Regions from separate parts of the Sus scrofa genome. Here region 1 is linked to region 2. Evidence: chromatin contacts called from public HiChIP or PLAC-seq data. All regions are on one chromosome and are shown on one strand. Each heading gives the region's core, a stretch centred on a gene start, on an enhancer-like site or on the middle of the called end of the contact. The rest is flanking DNA. Distances are from core to core; before and after follow the strand shown.

Region 1 (5,386 bases), core at 1,765-4,264, 170 kb after region 2:
GATCCTGGGGTGAAACAAGCATCGCAGGACAGGACGAATATCCGTCAGACTCCGGGAATAAAAAGAAAAAACAGGCCTGGAGGCGGGACCTAGGCCTGAGGTCGCCCAGCAAGAGATTCTGTCGGCTTAATTATCACCAGTCGGCCGCCAGTTGCAGACGTGACTCGATGCACATTCAGCCCAAGCTAGAGGGGTGTGAAATGGCCAGGCCCCAGTCGAGGCCCTCAGAACTTAAGACTAACTACCTCGGGCTTCAGTTTACCCACTCTGTGCAATGGGAGGAGGAAGTGGATGGCGCCTCCCTTCACTCGGGTGCCTGCTGCCCCCTCCTCTGATTCGAAACTCGCTAAGCTGGCTGACCTGGGCTAGTGACAACCCCTTGGAACCTGAGTTTCCAGGTTTGTAGAGCCAGAAGAAAATCTGTCCCGACCTTAGGGTTGTGCATGAATCATAGTGTAGCCCCTACTCGACCACTCCCAGAGCCTCTCTCCCAGCCTGACAACCACTACTCGGCTGCACCTTAGCGCTTTTGCCCAGGCTGTTCCTACCACCCGGCTTTCCCTTTCCAACTTTCAACTATGGCCCACACCCCGCCCCCTCCACACGACTCCCCGCCGCCACACCTCCGCCAACTCCTACTTGCCCTCCAGACCTAGTTCATCCCCTCACTGACAGAACCAAGTACTGGAGAAGCTCTAGGAACCCTCGGGTTCAGGGCTGGAGTGTGCCTTTGGGGGCGGTAACCTCTCTCTGGGTCCAGTTTTCTTAAAGAACCGCGAGTAGAATTTCTAAGTCGGAGGCGGCTTGCTCACGATCTGCGGGGCATCTGCGCCCTCTGGTGGCATGAGAATGCACTGCCTCTCCAACCCACCCTCTACCTTGGCCATCCCCTTTAAGTCTGGCTTAGGCCAGGTGGGCTGCCCCATCCCCACCCCCGCCCCCGCCCCACCACTGCTCAGCATCCCAACGGGCCTCAGCTAGGAGGCCTCAGCACCCCAACGGGGGGCATCTATAACCAGTCACGGCCAGCCAGTGATAGGGGGCAGGACAGGCCGGAAGAGAGAGGTAGAGGCTGTCCACTCAGTGATCAGCCTGAGGGACTGCCTGGAAGAGGGGGCTCTGGGACTGAAATAAGAGGTTGAGACCTTTTCTCAGGTCTAAGAGGAGCCTAAAAGGAGGCGAAGAGACCATAAGCCCAGGAGGGGATGGGCAATGAAGGGGAGATGGGAAGGCTCCTACTGAGTCAGGGCCCTCAGTCCAGTTCACAGCTGGGTCCCCAGAGGCCCAGAGACAGGCAGGGCCCCATGAGGGGTCACACAGCAGCTCCACAAACTTCACCCCTCCAGTATCTTAAGAAAGCCACCAGTAAGTGAGACCAGCCCCAATTTCGCTCGAGTCACAGGGAAAGGGAAGTGCCTACAGGGCCCCTTCCTGCCTCACCCCATGCTGGCTACACCTCAGTTTCCACAGCTGGTCAGCACACCTGGGGGCTGCTGGGACAAGGCTGCAAACCTGCATGCAAAGCATCTGGTGTGTACAGTGCCGGAAAAAAAAAAACAAAAAACAAAAAAAACAAAAAAACGGGTGTGTGGTGGGTACTGCAGGCAGGGAGCCAAGCCTGAGCTGCTTCCTGCCTCCACCCATTTTGCCAGTGGGTACGGTGAGGTCTGCCTTCCCTGAGAGGAGGTGGTCAGGGCAGCCCAGAGAGTCTAGCATCTTCCTCAGCCACACAGTACCATATTGTGACACAGACTTACTCCTTCTGTGGCCCCTGTTCTGCTCCTGACTGGCTGTACAGCCTGAGGGTTGGGATCTCAGGTTCAGGGCAAGGGAAGGCCATGTCCAAGACCTAAGACTGCCAGCCCAAGTCTCCTCCCTGCCTAGGATACAGTCCTACCCTCTCATGTGCAAACACCACCAGAACCCCCAACCCTGTGAAGAGCCCTTCCTTCAAACACTGGGAAAGAGCACTGACAGTACATGAGACAGGGCCCTTCTTTGGGAATCAGAGGTCCCAGGCCTGGGGCTAACGTGGCATCTTGTGATCCAGAAAGGATTTCCCAGCTCCACCCAGGGATTCACCCAGACTCCCATTTAGTGCGTGTGTGGTGGAGGGTGAGGGGGTGGGGTGTCTCCACTGCAAACCTCTAAGTCGAGGTTGTCCGGCTCTGAATGGGGTGCACCCAGATCCTGGGAGGGATTCCTGGGAAAGAGGGTTTAGGAAGTGGGTAGGTGCGTGGATGTCCCGGTAGGAAGGTCCACACCCCGGGGAAGAGGTCTCCACTTCATGAGGAGGATCACCCAACTGCACAGCCTCTAAGTCGAAAGGCTGGCTCCGGAGAGGGGGGCCCACTCCTCGGAAGAAGGTCCCGGGGTATCTTGGCTTGGGGGTGGGGGTTGGAGGGGCTCACCTCGGAGGAGCAGCTGCCGCCGCCGCAAGTACGTCTCGGCAGCCGCGTAGTCGCTGGACACGGCGTTTATACCCACGCTTCGGCCCTCGAGCCAGTGCGTGGCCGCCCAGCCGCGGGCCGCCACCTCGAGCGCTCGCACCCGCAGCGGCGCGGCCGCCTCCAGCAGCACCCGGCCGCACAGCCGCTCCCCGCCGCGGTACGCGCCGCCCGGGCCCCGCGCCAGCTCCAGAACGAAGCTGCGCACGCCCCCCGGGCGCATGGCGCGGGCCGGGGCCCACGGCGGGGAGGACGCGCCCGGCGGGGGCCCGTCGGGCCCGCGGAGGCCGGGCGCGCCGCTGGGGAGCGTCTGCAGGCCTCCCAGGTCTCAGCGCTGGTCCTTGCCGCCGCCGCCTCCGGGTGCCCCCCAAGCTTTCTCCTCCTTCTACGAACTTGTGCGGGCGCCGCCGGCCGGCGCGGAGTTGGCTGACTTCCTGATTCTCCGCGTCCGCCTCGTGACGCGCCCGGGCCTCAGGGGACCTGCCGCCGGCGTGCTGGCGCGGCTGACTTTGCTACCCCTCAGCGCCGGGCGGGCCCTGCTTTCGCAGGGTAGGCGCTGTTGAGTCAGAGGCGGGCGGGGGCGGATGTGGATGGCGTGGTGCTACCCGGCTGTCTTGTGTTCTCATTCGTCCCCTACCCGGCACCTTTGGACCGGGCGCCGCCCCAGCCTCCTCCCTGGTCTCCCTGCCACCATCTGGTTGTTCCCCAGACACACCAAACTCGGATCTTGGCTCTTGGCCTTTGCACTGGTTGTTTTGTTACTTGGAACGCCCTTCTCCAATGTACCCACCCTCGCCCAAATGTCACCTCCTCAGAGTCATGCTATGGGCTTATTTCTTTATGATTCTGGTCGCTGTGTTTGCAACTGCTGTGTGTTTACTGTGCTTCCTCCATCAGCCTGAGTGCTCCCAGGGGTGAGCCTTGTGCCCTATTCTCTGGCACCTGATCTTACAGAAGAAACTGAGGCTCCCAGAAGGGCAACCACTGGCCAGAAGCACCCAGCGGTGGCACAGTCTGGCTTGAACCCATGTCTGACCACTCACCACTGACACCTCCCCAGACACTCTTACTCTTGGGCCCATCCTATCATCCCCAAACAGATGGCCCCTGGCCTTATCAGAGGCTGCCAGCGCCTGGGCTCTCAGCTGGGCCCAGATTAGCCTCCCTCTCCACCCAGGGCCCAGCATCTGCCAAGTGCCTGGCACCCCAACCCGACTCCAGCATTCTGAGCCCAAGGCCTGAGGGGACCTGATTCTACTTGTTTGGAAACTTCCTCTCCATCCTACCCCAGGAGGTCCTCTCTCACCCCAGGATCACACCACTCTTCTCCCCATGGAGAGCCCTCCACCAATTCCTCTTGACCTGTAGAACCCCCAATTTAATCCCTGGCTCCCCATCTCCCTCATTCGGTAAGTGGCTTCACTTCTCTGAGTCTCCCGGTCCAATTATGGTCAGGTCCTGAAGACTGGATGGCCCTCCTTACTCATGTACTTACTGGAGCCTGGCTCATAGTGGGTGCTCCAGCAAAGCCAGATGGAAGGACCTCCCGATTATCTGCTGCCTCCTGCAGGCCAGGCCATGCCCTCCACTTATTTATTTATTTACTCATATTTTTTAGGGCCACACCCACGACATATGGAAGTTCCATATGGAGTCAAATTGGAGCTGCATCTGCCAGCCTATATACCACAGCCACAGCCACAGCAATGCCAGATCTGAGCTGTGGCTGCAACCTATGACGTGGCAATGCTGGATCCTTAACCCACTGAGCAAGGCCTGGGATTGAACCTGCATCCTCAGGGATGCTATTTGGGTTCTTAACCTACTAAGCCACAGGAAGAACTCCTGGGCCATGCCCTCTGGAGGGGCCTCCTACTGGGGCCAGGTGGGACTGATGTAGATGTCCTCAGGGAGTTGTCCCTGACTGAACTCAGGTCCAGGAGTCTGCCAGGCTAGGATAGTGATGGGATGGGCTCACTGTGACCCCCAAATCCTGTCTGGGCCCTGGGGTCGGATGTCCACCTCCCATGTTATGTGATTACGGGTGCGCCCCCAGCCACACACAACAGGCAGCAGCTGGGTGGGTCCTGCTTTATTTGGAACTGGCAAGGACCCCTCTCCTGGCTGCTCCACACCCACCAGGGGCCTAGGGAGAGCCAGGGGGCCGGGGGACTAGAGGAAGCTCCGGGCTCCTGCAGCTCCAGTCAGGGAGGAAGCGGTGGTCAGTGGCCCACCCCTGCTCTCACCTGCGGTCTGGCCCTGCCCTCTGCCCGGACAGTCTAGGAGGGGCGTGGTGGGGCGGGCCCCAGTCCACTCAGCCCAACTCAGCTTCGGCTCCTTGAACTCCAAGAGGCGCCACTGTACAGGGCTTCCCGGATGGCATGGAGGTGGCGGCCACACGATGGCCAAGATTGAGGGGTCTGGTGGCAGGCAGGGCCGTCACCCGCAGTCTGAAGGGGCCACGGGTGGCCACCGGTGTGGGGAACTCCGAGTCACCTGGTCCGAGGGGCCGGGGCCAGGCCGGGGAGGCAGGGGTGGTGGGGGCGGGCGTATGGCTTGGGCGATGAGGCCGGGTAAGGCCTGCAGGGAGGTGCCCAATGCATCCAGGCGACTTTCGAGGGCAGCCAGGCGGACCTCAAGTTCCTCGTGCTGGGCATGCAGCTCGGACATGAGGTCGTACATGACATTCTGGGTCTGCCAAAGACAGAGAGGGTTGGAGAGAGAGGAGAGGCCAGGTGAGAGAGAGGGAGGGATGGACACAGAGAGAGATGGCAGAACAGCCCTGATAAGGGGACCCAAATGAGGGGCAACTGTGAGGGCACCACCAGCCCAGCCAAAAGGAATGGTGGGAGAAGAGGCAAGGGGAGAGACAGGAGTTTTTGTTTTTGTTTTGGCCATGCCTGTGGCATGTGGAAATTCCTGGGCCAGGGGTCGAACCC
Region 2 (5,396 bases), core at 1,688-4,187:
TGGGGCGGGGGATAAGTAGGTATTTCCTTGTTCTCTCCATGTACAAAGCCCAAAATATGCACTTGGGAAATTAGGGAGCCTAGCGGCCACGTGCGCCCTCATCTCCACCGCGGCCGCGCCCAGAGGCGCCCCTCCCCCCCGGCCCCCACCTCTCCTAGCCCAAAGTGGGAACTCTACTGCTGTCCTCTGGGAGGCGGATATTGCAGGTGGATTTTATATTTATTTACGATGTTTTTTGAAATTTCCTAATTCTCCGTAGTAGGTTTGTGATACTTTCATGGTCAGAGTGAGGGAGAGGGACACAAATGCTACTTTTAGGGAAAAGAAACCCCAACAGATTTCCCAATTACAAGGAGGGCGGGAGGGAGCACTTCCAGGGGGCTGGGGGCGGCTTCTAGGCGCGAGGTTATTCTGGTATCTAGGAGCCTCTGCAGCTGGAGAGCTTTTTATAAACAGAGCAGGCCCCGCCCCTCGTCTCCTGAGGAGGAATCAGGGAGATCAGAATTTTCCTGGGGCCACGCGCTCCCTGCCGGGTGTGGGGACCGGAGTTGGCGAGGCAGCGATCGGCAGTGGGGGCCAAGGTCTCCTTCTTCCACCGCCCCCCTCCTCATTCTGACTTTTTCACAAGATTTGGCGGAAAAACGGTGGAACATCTTTGACCCCAAACTCCATCTCTGAGTCTCCTTTTGCCAGGAAGGAGGAGGGAGGATTCTTGAGTCTCCGTCTCTTAACTCAGGAACCAGGGAGGGGTAAAGCATCTCCGACCCTGCATCGTTATTGTTGGTTTTTAAACCTTGTTCGTATCCTCCCTGTTTCCCATGCCTTTTACTGCAGGCTTTGCGAGTTTGGGGGACAGGCCGTCTCTCCGCCCTGCTTCCGCCATTTCTTCGAATTTTTCTCTGGAAAATGGGGCACAGGAACGAGAGGGGTTCCCGGAGCGTCCATCAGCTCTTTCCTTCCTTCTGGGAATTGGGGAAGGGTGGCTCTCTTGGTCCCAATTGCTTCTTTCTCCATCTCATTAACAGGGTGGAGCATCCACCAGCCCGGCTCCCTTTGGGGATCTAACATCTCAGAAATTAGACAGGGTCTATCTTTACCCCTATTTCTGTTTTTTCTTCTTTTGCACTTATTTTGAAATAGGAGACATGGAGCATCTTCTCGGTTCCTTTTTTCTGAAACTGGGGTGTTTAACGAGAGGTCACGGCACTCAGGACTGGGCGGGGACCCCCTGATCCCGGACCTGGGGTGCGCGGGGGTGGGGAAGGGGAACGCCCCCAGAAGACCAAGGCTCCGCCAAAGCCTCAACCTCTCCGCCCTTCAACCACTCGGGAACCAACGCTGGACGAGAGGAGGGCCGTGACAATCTTTTATTGGCTATTTAGCAAATCGCTTGAACACTTAAGCCAATCATAAGGCGCCGTGAAACCCCGCCTCCCTAACACTGGAGAGAGGTGGCCCCAGCAGGCGATTCCTCCCCTCCGGCACTGCTTTCGCTAGCTACTGGATGCGCTCGCTGGGCCCCGCCCCATTCTCGCGTCAATCTGCGTGGGGAGCCTCGCCCCTCCCCGCTCTGCGTGTGACAGTGGACCCTATCTCAATGCGTGGCTCCGCCCCAGGATGGCGTCACGGCCGTATCTGCATGTGAGGCCCCGCCCTGCTCTTTGCAGGACGTCACCAAGGACTGCAGGGGCCTGAGCCGCTGCCGCCGCCTCCGCTGCCGCGCAGCCCCACATCAACGCACTGGGGGCCCCGTCGCCACCGCTAGGGTCACCACCACATCACTGCAGGGCAAGGTGAGCTCCCGAGTGTCCCTGTGCACTCCCGCTCGGAGTACCTACATAACCTTCATTTGACTGATGGGCTGGCTGGGGTGAGAGACGAGGTTGGCAGGTGTTAAATGAGGGGAAGGATGCGGCGGTCGCGAGCCTGGGGAGGGGTAGGTTCCCCTTACCTGCTGGATCCTCCTCCCCACCCCCACCTCTCCACCCCGGTTCTGCGGCGGAGGGGGAGGGGAGACGAGACGGGTGCCTTGCGGGAAGCTGTGCGCGCGGGAGGCTCCATGCGTGCGCGTGCGCGTGGTGTGCACACGCGTGTGCGCGCCCGCCTGTACCGGCCGATTTGTGTGTACCCTTGCTTGGGTCCCAGGGTATGCTCTTGTGACCCCCCCGGGTTTCCCTACTCAAGTTTGTGCATGTTGCACGCGTGTGGAGGGGGACGCGTGGACTATGCGTGTGCGTGCACAGCAAAGTGCATACATGTACAGAGATGCGTGCCCATGTGGGTGACGTGTACTCGGCTGCATAGGTGGAGGACACAGTGCGCACGGGTGGATTTGCTCATTGGTATATGCATGTCGGTGTGCAGACAGGTGTCTGCCTCTGTCCTGTGCGCCGAGTGTGTTCGATGCTCAGATATGCACGAATGTGCCCTGGTGTGTGCCCTGCTGTGTGCACGTGAGCGTGAGCACGCCCTGCTCCTATCACGTGGGGTAGCTGCTTCAGCCCGAGCTCTCCCAGCCTGGGAATCTGGGAGGACTGCAGATACGCGTCCCCGCGGGTACCGTACACGCGTGTGCACGTGCGCTAGCGCCGCTCAGTTCTGAGGAACGTGAATGATTGATAGGGGGCGGGGCCGGCCGCAGTCACTCCCCTAGGCACAGCTGTAGGGCTTAGGTTGCTGTCGGACCAGGGGCTCCGGCCTGCAGCGATGTCTCCATCCCTTTCGGTCTGAAAGTCCTCCCCTGAAACCTTGGGCCTTTCAAGGTCAAGGCCCGCCCTCTGCTGTGGGCCCCACCATTAGTACTGGGGCTCCTGACGGGATAAAGGTAATCTCTGTCTCACTCTGGGAGCTCTGGAGTTCTTCCATCCTGAGTCTGGGCTTGGGCGTTTGGAGTTGGAGGGCGACCCTCTCACGCTCGCCTATGCCCCGTACCCCCAGATGGCATCTGCCACAGACTCGCGCTATGGGCAGAAGGAGTCCTCGGACCAGAACTTTGACTACATGTTTAAGATCCTCATCATTGGAAACAGCAGTGTGGGCAAGACATCCTTCCTCTTCCGCTATGCAGACGACTCCTTCACGCCTGCCTTTGTCAGCACTGTAGGAATCGACTTCAAGGTCAAGACCATCTACCGGAATGATAAGAGGATCAAGCTGCAGATCTGGGTGGGTCCAGCTGGGGGAATTCTGTCTCCATCACTCCCTCTCTGTCCCAAAGAGCAGCCCAGCTTTCCCTATTGCTTTCCTGTCTAGATTCATTCATTACACACTGAGCATTTTTTCAGGCCCTTACTGTGTACCACAGGATAGAGGCACAGAAGAGGGTATCTCGGTTCTTTCAGTGTGTCATCGGTGCTCTCCAAGGGTGGGGAAGTAGCAAATGCCAGGTAGGTCCTCTCCTACCTCTGACATCATTGGACACATCATTTGCTTGGTGCCTCAGCTTCTCTCCCCATCTTCAGCTTCCTCCATGTGGCTCTGTATGAGGTTTCAGAGAAATCTTGACCCCCCCCCCCACCTCATTCTCCGAGACAGGAACAGGCTCCTCTAGCCACCTCCCTCAGTGCCTCTGAGACATGAGGGAGCCTGCTAAATCCAAAGTCAGAACCATCCCTTCTCTGTTCACAGTTCTGCCAAGGCTCCCACCTCATCTGGGTTAAACCTGTGCCTTCTCCCCCTGGCTAAGATCCTGTGTGGTCTATCCTTGTTGATACCCAATCTCATTTGTATCCCTCCATCTCTACCTCAGCCTCTTCACTGTCTCACTGTTCCTCAAATATACCAGACATAGTCCACATCTGGGCCTTTCCCTGGGCTGTGCCTTCTGCCTGGATTACCTTTCTTCTTATCTCTGCAGGGCTCCCTCCCTCATCCTTCAAGTTTTTTGTTTTTTGTTTTTTTTTTTTTGTCTTTTTAGGGCCACACCCTCAGCATATGGAGGGTCCCAGGCTAGGGGTCTAATCAGAGCTGCAGCTGCCTGCCTACACCACAGCCACAGCAATGCCAGATCCAAGCCATATCTGCAACCTACACCACAGCTCATGGCAACACATCCCCAACTCACTGAGCTTGGCCAGGGATCAAACCCACATCCTCTTGGATACTAGGTGGATTTGTTTTCGCTGCACCATGACAGGAACTCCTGATTTTGGTCTATTTTGGTTTTTTGTTTTGTTTTTGTCTCTCTCTCTCTTTTTCCTCTTTTGTTCTACCCAGTTATGTGGTGGGTTTCTTGCCCTTTTTGGAGGTTTAAGATCTTCTGTCAGCATTCAGTAGATGTCTTGTACGAATCTTTCTACATGTAGATGGGTTTTTGTTTTTGTTTTGTTTTTTTTGATGTGTTCATTGGAGAAGATGAGTACCTTGTCTTACTCCTCTGCCATCTCAATCCCGATGCTATTGGTTTTTGTTTTTTGCCCACACCCAGGGGCATGTGGAAGTTCCCAGGCCAGGGGTTGAACCCATGCCACAGTGGCAGCCCAAACCACTGCAGTGACAACGCTAGATCCTTAACCATTTGTGCCACAAGAGAACTCTCTGGTGCTTTTTTTTTTGGTCTTTTTGTCTTTTTGCCATTTCTAGGGCCGCTCCTGCGGCATATGGAGGTTCCCAGGCTAGGGGTCCAATCGGAGCTGTAGCTGCCGGCCTACACCAGAGCCACAGCAACGCGGGATCCGAGCCGCGTCTGCAACCTACACCACAGCTCACGGCAATGCCAGATCCTTAACCCACTAAGCAAGGCCAGGGATCGAACCTGCAACCTCATGGTTCCTAGTTGGATTCGTTAACCACTGAGCCACGACAGGAACTCTACTCCCTGGTCCATTTTGTTAACACCTAGGTCCCTAGTGCCTGGCACAGGTCAGTGCCCAGCACATATGTGCTGAATGAATGAAGGAACGATTCTGTAGCTACCTTGGGATGACTGGGTACCACATTCCCGGTGCAGGCAGCCTACTCACTCTCCCTGACCCACTGTGCTCCTAGGCAAGCCCCTACTCCTCTGGGCCTCAAGGGGGTGGATGATTTCAGAGTTCATTTCCACTCTTAGGAGCTTCTGTGTGTGTCCTCTCTGCCACTCATCTCTTCTTCCCCAGGACACAGCGGGGCAAGAGCGGTACCGGACCATCACGACAGCCTATTACCGGGGCGCCATGGGCTTCATCCTCATGTATGACATCACCAATGAAGAGTCCTTCAATGCAGTGCAGGACTGGTGAGCATGCCCCACCCACTCTCAGGTGGTTTTCAAGCCAGGCTTGATGCAAAGCCTGGGGTGCAGCCTGAGACTAGGGAGCCCCAGCCCCCTATCAGAAATATAAATAACAATATTGGGGGTCCCAGCCCTGCTATCAATCTATAATCATTAAAACCATATGACACCAGCTTGAAATAAT

What was found. HiChIP or PLAC-seq counts read pairs in DNA pulled down with a chosen protein or histone mark.
Region 1: a contact with region 2 is called in an H3K27ac HiChIP or PLAC-seq map of alveolar macrophages. The contact joins the promoter of ARRDC2 here to the promoter of RAB3A in region 2. A contact is called at or near these places in 1 of 47 Hi-C or Micro-C datasets (heart right ventricle) and 1 of 2 datasets of contacts at active chromatin or transcription factors (alveolar macrophages).

Annotation. Positions count from the first base shown.
Region 1 is chr2:59,775,486-59,780,871 of Sscrofa11.1, forward strand. ARRDC2 (arrestin domain-containing protein 2) reads right to left here and starts at 3,015. Exons shown (of 8, transcript XM_003123504.4): 1 at 2,412-3,015. The coding sequence starts at 2,670. KCNN1 (small conductance calcium-activated potassium channel protein 1) reads right to left here. Exons shown (of 12, transcript XM_005654901.3): 12 at 4,525-5,141. The coding sequence ends at 4,887.
Region 2 is chr2:59,601,452-59,606,847 of Sscrofa11.1, forward strand. It overlaps RAB3A (RAB3A, member RAS oncogene family), which reads left to right and starts at 2,938. Exons shown (of 4, transcript NM_001123179.1): 1 at 2,938-3,165; 2 at 5,097-5,215. The coding sequence starts at 2,938.